Linked DNA regions of Ovis aries: region 1 is linked to region 2. The links are chromatin contacts, called in public Hi-C maps. All regions are on one chromosome and are shown on one strand. Each heading gives the region's core, a stretch centred on a gene start, on an enhancer-like site or on the middle of the called end of the contact. The rest is flanking DNA. Distances are from core to core; before and after follow the strand shown. Region 1 has its middle 390 kb from the start of GADD45G. Region 2 has its middle 69 kb from the start of GADD45G.

What was found. A called contact is a pair of places that touch in the nucleus more often than the background predicts.
Region 1: a contact with region 2 is called in a Hi-C map of liver, with 4 times the contacts expected there. The contact joins two enhancer-like sites. A contact is called at or near these places in 2 of 16 Hi-C or Micro-C datasets (liver and mixed tissues).

What each region holds. Positions count from the first base shown.
Region 1 is chr2:24,780,104-24,783,499 of ARS-UI_Ramb_v3.0, forward strand. No RefSeq gene overlaps it. Among named protein-coding and RNA genes, the nearest start is that of GADD45G, 390 kb to the left of the region's middle. Within about 2 kb of position 1,943, at least 5 of the 54 cell types and tissues checked have an H3K27ac peak or open chromatin away from gene starts, as enhancers often do. A contact at or near this core is called in liver, where this site is marked.
Region 2 is chr2:24,462,099-24,465,683 of ARS-UI_Ramb_v3.0, forward strand. No RefSeq gene overlaps it. Among named protein-coding and RNA genes, the nearest start is that of GADD45G, 69 kb to the left of the region's middle. Within about 2 kb of position 2,198, at least 8 of the 54 cell types and tissues checked have an H3K27ac peak or open chromatin away from gene starts, as enhancers often do. A contact at or near this core is called in liver, where this site is marked.

The DNA.
Region 1 (3,396 bases), core at 693-3,192, 320 kb after region 2:
ATCTTTCAGCAGCCCATGAATAAAAGCTCTTGTTACACAACATCCCTACCAGCATGTCATAGACCCAGTTTTTTTGGATTTCAGCTATTTTAGTAGATACGATAGCTAGCTTCCCCCAGAGCAATTAATCCAAGAGGTCAAGCAGAAGTTGCAATGTTTTTTATAATCTAGACTCAGAAGTCTAATACTCACCATCACTCACATACCACCACTTCTTCAAATATTCTATTTGATACATAGGTCAGCCCTGACTTATTGTGGGAGGAAACTGTAATATACACATACACAGTAAAGATCACAGGGAGCACAGCTAGAACGCCAGCTACAACTTTCACACAGGCGAATTTTTCTCCAAGATATGATAAGTGCACTGTGCCAAAATTAACTGTTTGCTGAGAGATTTCTCCCAATTAGATCCAGTGTACAGGGTTAGGGGCAAAGTGAAAGTGAAAGTCATCACTCAGTCGTGTCCAACTCTTTGGGACCCCATGGACTGTAGCCTGCCAAGCTCCCCTGTTCATGGAATTCTCCAAGCCAGAATACTGGAGTAGGTAGCTTTTCCCTTCTCCAGGTCTCCCACATTGTGGGCAGATTATTTACAGATGAGCCACAAGGGAAGTCCAAAAATACTGGAGTAAGGGAAGCCAGAATACCAGAGTAAGTAGCCTATCCCTTCTCCAGCAGATCTTTCTGACCCAGGAATTGAACCAGGATCTCCAGCATTGCAGGCAGATTCTTTACCAGCTGAGCTATCAGGGTAGTCCTCTAGGGTTAGGGGCAGCTGGTGTCAACTGACTGGCTTCCTTTTATTCTTACACCTTCTTTCCTGCAGTGAGTGGTGTCTCTACTCAGCAAGTATGCAAATAGAAACCTAGATCTCTCCTTGTCATCTCCTTTTCCTTCTCTCTTCATCCCAGTCAATGTCTCTCTAGTTCAAATTTTCTCCTCACTTCCTGTTAACTGGTATATGCTATCGCTTCCTTCCTTCTGGCACTTTTACTGCTCCTGATCTAGTTTCTTATTAATGCCAGTCTTTCCTCCTAGACAATAATCCCCATGACCTCCTGACCAGACCTGCTGTCATCCACTATTATGTCTCCAATACTGTACTTTCCCCCTGGGAAGTACTGGTAAAGTCTTGCCAGACATCCTAGAACTGTCCTCTTCCATGATGAGTGCAGCTGAGGAATAAACCTCCCAGGAAGTTAATACCATGATGTGGCCTAATTATTTTGTGTCTCTTTCTTCCACAACTGAAAAAAACTGATTTATTGATGCATTCAGTATCTTGTCCAATTACTTACCCATTGGGTGCCTGCTAGACAGTACGCAGGTCTTCCCAGGTGGCTCTAGTGGGAAATAACCCACTGGCCAATGCAGGAGACTTAAGATGCTGTTGGATTCCTGGGTCAGGAAGATCCCCTGGAGGAGGGCACAGCAACCCATTCCAGTATTCTTGCCTGGAGAATCCCATGGACAGAGGAGCCTGGTGGGCTACAGTCCATAGGATTGCAAAAGGTTGGACACAACTGAAGTGACTTAGCACAGCACAGCCCAGATAACAGACACTCTGGTCTTAAGGAGAGGGAAAATTTCATAGCTGCTCCCATCACAGGTGGATAGGACTCTGATGCCTGAAAAGATGAACTCAATCCTCTACCTGGAGACACATAACAAGGCAGTGGGAGTCAATCTGTGTTTCTCAGACAGGAGAAGACAAAACAGTCAACAGGGAGAGTGGGAAGAGGAATTCTGTGCAAAACCATGAAGGCGTGCACCAAGGGCAAAGACAGGGAAAGTATCTTTTCAGACAGTTTGGTCTTGTGACTGCATACAAAAGGCAATTGGAGGTCAGAGTACAAAAGTCAGAGGGCAACAGATCATGGCATCATGAGGAGCCTGTGTGCAGCTTTCTGTTTTGGAAACAGGAGGTGGCCAGGGCAGCAGCATTACTGACCCTGTGATGAGGTGGGGGCTGGGCTCACAGACTGTCCTGCATATGCTGCTCATGTGCCTGTGATTCCCATCATCATCTGCCCTACCTTTGTTTTGGTTCATGGAATCGTAATGGACAGACTGACCAGAAACAAGTGTCCTCTCTACAAACAGACATGGGTTAAGGGCAGTGGTGAGTAGCTTTGTCATCATTGCTCCATACAACCATCCACTCTACTGTAAAGACCTGTAGTCAATAATGCAGAATATTTAGTTATCCTACCAGTAGGCACATTTTGGAGTCAACCTGCATGGTAAGCCTGGAGTCAGATGGGATGAGTGTGGAAAAGAAGAGAATGCGCACTAGCATCGAGGGGACGGTGGGGAGTGGTGTTCTCAGGAAACAGCCACTTTAAGAAAGGGAGGAGGAGAAGTCACAGAAGAAAGAAGCGCCTCAGGGTATGGGGTAGATTGCTGGTGATCAGAATGGGAGCACAGAGACTTTGGAGAGGGAAGGGAAGTTGGGCCCCGGAGCAAAGACAGTTCTTTCCTTTTTCAGGCTTTGTAGAGCTTTGACAAGCACATTCATCGGTTTCAAGCCAAGGCATGTTTCTAGTGAAGTGGCACTGAGAGCCTCAGGGTTTGTTCTCTGACTGAATTGTCCTCAGATAGAGTGAGTGGACTGAGCTGGCCTGAGCACATGCTGGTACAAAGTGTTTCTGTTTGAGTAAGAACTCGGGTTACTGACCACAGTTGCCTGAGCTCATGCTGGCTGAGATGCAATTTGCTCTTATCGAAACTCATAGTACTAGTTACTTTATTTATTGACTTATTTGTGTTTATTTGGGCTTCCTAGGTGACACTAGTGGTAAAGAACCCACCTACCAATGCAGTAGACATAAGAGATGCGAGTTTGATCCCTGGGTCAGGAAGATTCCCTGGAGGAGGGCCTGGCAACCCACTCCAGTATTCTTGCCTGGAGAATTCCATGAACAGAGGAGCCTGGTGGGCTTCAGTTCTTAGGGTTGCACAGAGTCAGACACGACTGAATCGACTTAGCACATTTGTTTATTGCTGTCCAAATTTAAAAAGACTTTGGCACTTAGAACATCTTCTTGTCTGATATTGAAGCTCACATTCTGTACTATTAGCCAAGTGTGGAGAGACATTTCTAAAAGGTTATGACAATAGGGGGAAATGACTCTGGAACCTTTTCTGTAAAATCAGAATGAATAAGTCACATTCTTACTTGCACAGTGAATTGACTGGGATTGGGAGTTTTTACCTGCAGAATCTTCTCTGTGGATGGGGGAAGATGTGAGACACACCGGTGGCTGGTGACGGAGAACTCCTCCAATCTCAGAACTCCAGTTTACACACAGAAATGCAACATAAATCACCCTCAGGTGAAACCAGATAGATGAGACCTTGAGAAATCCAAGGAAATGCAATTACCCACTC
Region 2 (3,585 bases), core at 948-3,447:
TCTTTTATATTGACATGAAGGCATCTTTTGGGCTTCTCTGGTGGCTCAGAAGGTAAAGAATGCCTGCAATGCAGGAGACCCAGTTTTGATCCCTGGAGAAGAAAACAGCAACCTGGTCCAGTATTCTTGCCTGAGAAATCCCACGGACAGAAGAGACTGGTGGGCTAAAGTCCAAGGGGTCATAAAGAGATGGACACAACTGAGCAACTAATACACACACAAGGCATTTTATTTTCTATCTGTTTCTATCATTTATCGATTATGTTGTTGTAGATACATTATCGTATCCAATTATTTAACTCCAGAAGAGTAAAGAGATGATCACTAATATTTGCTGTGAAAGGAGCAGACTGACCAGACCATCCACAGTCAAACTGCAGCTGGCAGTGGCCATGCAGCCCACCTTCCGCTGGTGGCCTGCTTGCTGGGAAGGCAGCTGCACCTGCGCCAGGCCTGCTCTGCCCCTGCTTTCCCCTCGCTGCATGGGACCTGACCTGACCTGACCTCCGCAGCCAGCCCTGCTGTGGCCCTCCCAGTCACATCAAGGGCCTGTGTGAAGGCTTGTCACTGAGTCTGAGGGAGGTTGTGGGCCCCTGGGCTCTGGGCGGGGCAGGCCCCAAGCCAGGGCCGAAGCATGCTCTCCCCTGGGACTTTTCAGCGGGGTTTGGAATGTGTGTTGACACAGGGCATTAAGATGGTGGGACGGGAAATGGGGAAAGGTGGGCTGGCACCATCCAGTGGGCACTGAGAGGCCTGCTGAATCTTTAGGTTCTTTCCAGTGCTTCAGAAGGAAGACCTAAGGACACCTGGAGCACTTCCTGTTTGATCTGGGGTCCCTCTCTTAGAGGTGAGGGCTGTCGTGTGCCATAGGGAACAGGCTGGTCTTAAACAGCCACCCAACCTGGGCGACTGCTTCAGTATCCTCTTGACAAAGGGTGGGAGGAGCTGAGTTTCTTTGCTGACTCACAACCACATTTAGGAACAGTTCCAGGACAGAGTTCCAACACTGTTTGGAATAAGATCCTGAGAGTAAGCACAGGGCCCACCAGGAGACTCCCTTGCTAGATGTCTTTGGTGGTATAAATTCTGGCAGGTTTGATAAAGCAATCTTGGAGAAGAAACAGGCTTGTTCATTGATGGTCCATCATGTCCATTTTCTGGAGGATTCTGAGTTGAGTGGTATGAGTGCCAGCTACCACTGTGGAGTCCAGCAGACAGCTGTCCTGGAGAAATCTGATATGAAGGATATGTGTGTGCCCCTGTGCATGTGTGTGCATGTGTGCATGAGTGTGTGGAGGTGTGGACCCATGTGTGGAAGTGTGCATGTGTGTTGGTAGGTATGATAGTTACTTAGTTGCATCTGACTCATTTCGACCACATGGGTTATAGACCACCAGGCTCCTCTGTCCATGGAATTCTCCAGGCAAGAATACTGGTGTGGGTAGCTGTTTCCTTCTCCAAGGTCTTCCTGACCCAGGGATCCAACTCAGGTCTCCCACATTGCAGACAGATTCTCTACTGTCTGAGTCACCAGGGAATCCCCACGTATGATTGTATGCATGTGCATATATTTGTGTGTGTGCGTGCATCTGGAGGGCAATCCAAGGGCTGGGATGAGGAATTCAGCCCCCAAGGGCCCTTAGCACCAATGCAATGAGTCAGCAGGATTCATGAGACCCAGAGGCATATGGAGGTCTCAATCTGTGTCTGCTAGGTTCTTCTGTCCAGCCTGTGTGCACGTCCCCTGCTTCTGTATGAAAGACAATTTGGAGCAAATATGACTCGGCATGTTCCTGACTCCCAGTTCCTGGGTGGGTTTTCAGCTCCCTTCACCCGACCAGTGATGAGCATACCCAACAAGTGTGGCCAAGCAGTTAGGTTGTTCTGAGGCCCTGGCCTTCCTAGGTGCTGGGTTCCTTCGCTGGGGAGGCAGGCTGGGATTTTGAACCAGTTTTGCAGCTGTATATATATCATGAACTACACACCACTCCAGGGAAATGTGGGCAGCACCCTGAGAGCAAATGCCTTGATACTTTGTAGTGAAACTGGGGTAAATCAAGCCTCACATCCACCCCCTCAGGTTGACCTTTGCCTGCAAACGAGTTACGAAACAATTTTCAGTTCTCAGAGCTTTTTGGATTTTGAATGACTGATAAGGACTTACAGATCTGCAAAAATAAACAGACCCAGTTGACACAGCTAGACTTTAAAGTCAGACCTGGGTTTTGTGGGCACATAGTCTGTGTGTGTGTGTGTGTGTGTGTGTGCGCGTGTGTGTGTACACGTGTGTACTCTCTCCAGGCCTTAGGATGGTAGTGAGGTCAAAAGCCATCCGTAGATTAGCCCCCTGCTCAGGGCCCCAGCTGAAAGTGGCCCAGCTGCTGCCCCTCGGCAGCAGCAGCAGATGGCCCCTTGCCCCAGGCGGGCAGGGTTGGGGGCAGGGAGGCCAGGGCTGAGCTCTCAGCTCCAGGCTGCCAGCCCCCTCCTCCTCCCCCATCACTTTCCTCAGCCAAGAGCGCCTGAAATGGTCAGTAGATGCTGAGAGGGGACCCAGAGTGGGAGGCAGCTCAGGTGGGAAGAAAGGGGGACCTGGGGACTCTGCGGCTGCTCTCAGGGACGGAGAGCTCAGAGTGAGATTTCGGGGCTGGCAAGCGAGGTGAACATCCCTTTGACTATCTGGAGGCAGGGTGCATTTAGCAAAAACACTGCCCACCTAAGTGCCAGCTTCGGGACTGGTGCTGACACTTAAGCTCTTAGAACGTGTCTGCACGGGAGCCAACGGGGTCTGGGGTTAGAGAAGACATGACTCGTTTGTCACAATGTGATGCCACTCTTGTCCCCCTGTGGCCCTCAGATTGCTTTCCCTTCTCAGCAGAGGCCTGAGGCTGGATCTATCCTCTCAGGCTCTTAGGGAAGCCTAGCTCAGTGATGAAGCATCTTTGAGGGGGAAGCTGTCCTCCACACAAGGCTCCGAGTCAGGGCTGGGTAATGTCATAAGGGATGCAGGCCTACACGGGTGATGGGGGATCCTGAGTCCTGAGTCGGGACTACAGAGTGTCTAACATTGCCTAGGACAATCCATGGTCCTGGCTGAAAGAGTCACCCAGGTCTTGGGGTTGCCTGAGGCCCAGTGAGGCTAGATTGGGTTTCCCACACCCTCAGACAGACGGGACCTAGAGTTACTTTTGCACTCCTCCCTGGTGGCTCAGATGATAAAGCATCTGCCTGCAACATGGGAGACCTGGGTTCGATCTCCGGGTCAGGAAGATCCTCTAGAGAAGGAAATGGCAACCCGCTCCAGTATTCTTGTCTGGAGAATCCCATGGACAGAGAAGCCTGGTGAGGTACAGTCCATGGGGTTGTAAAGAGTCAGACATGACTGAGAGTTACTTTTAAGTTAATTTAAACAAAAATAATAAGAGGCGATATATTTCTGCAGAAACTAAATATATCACCTGAGGTCCATTGTGAACATCACCATGCAGAGCATTTTACCCACTCTGGGGAGACAGAGGAACCTGGAGCTGCAAAGTCATCTCAGACTCTGATGTTGAGGGAAATGCTCTGGGACTGTGACTCCCTTGT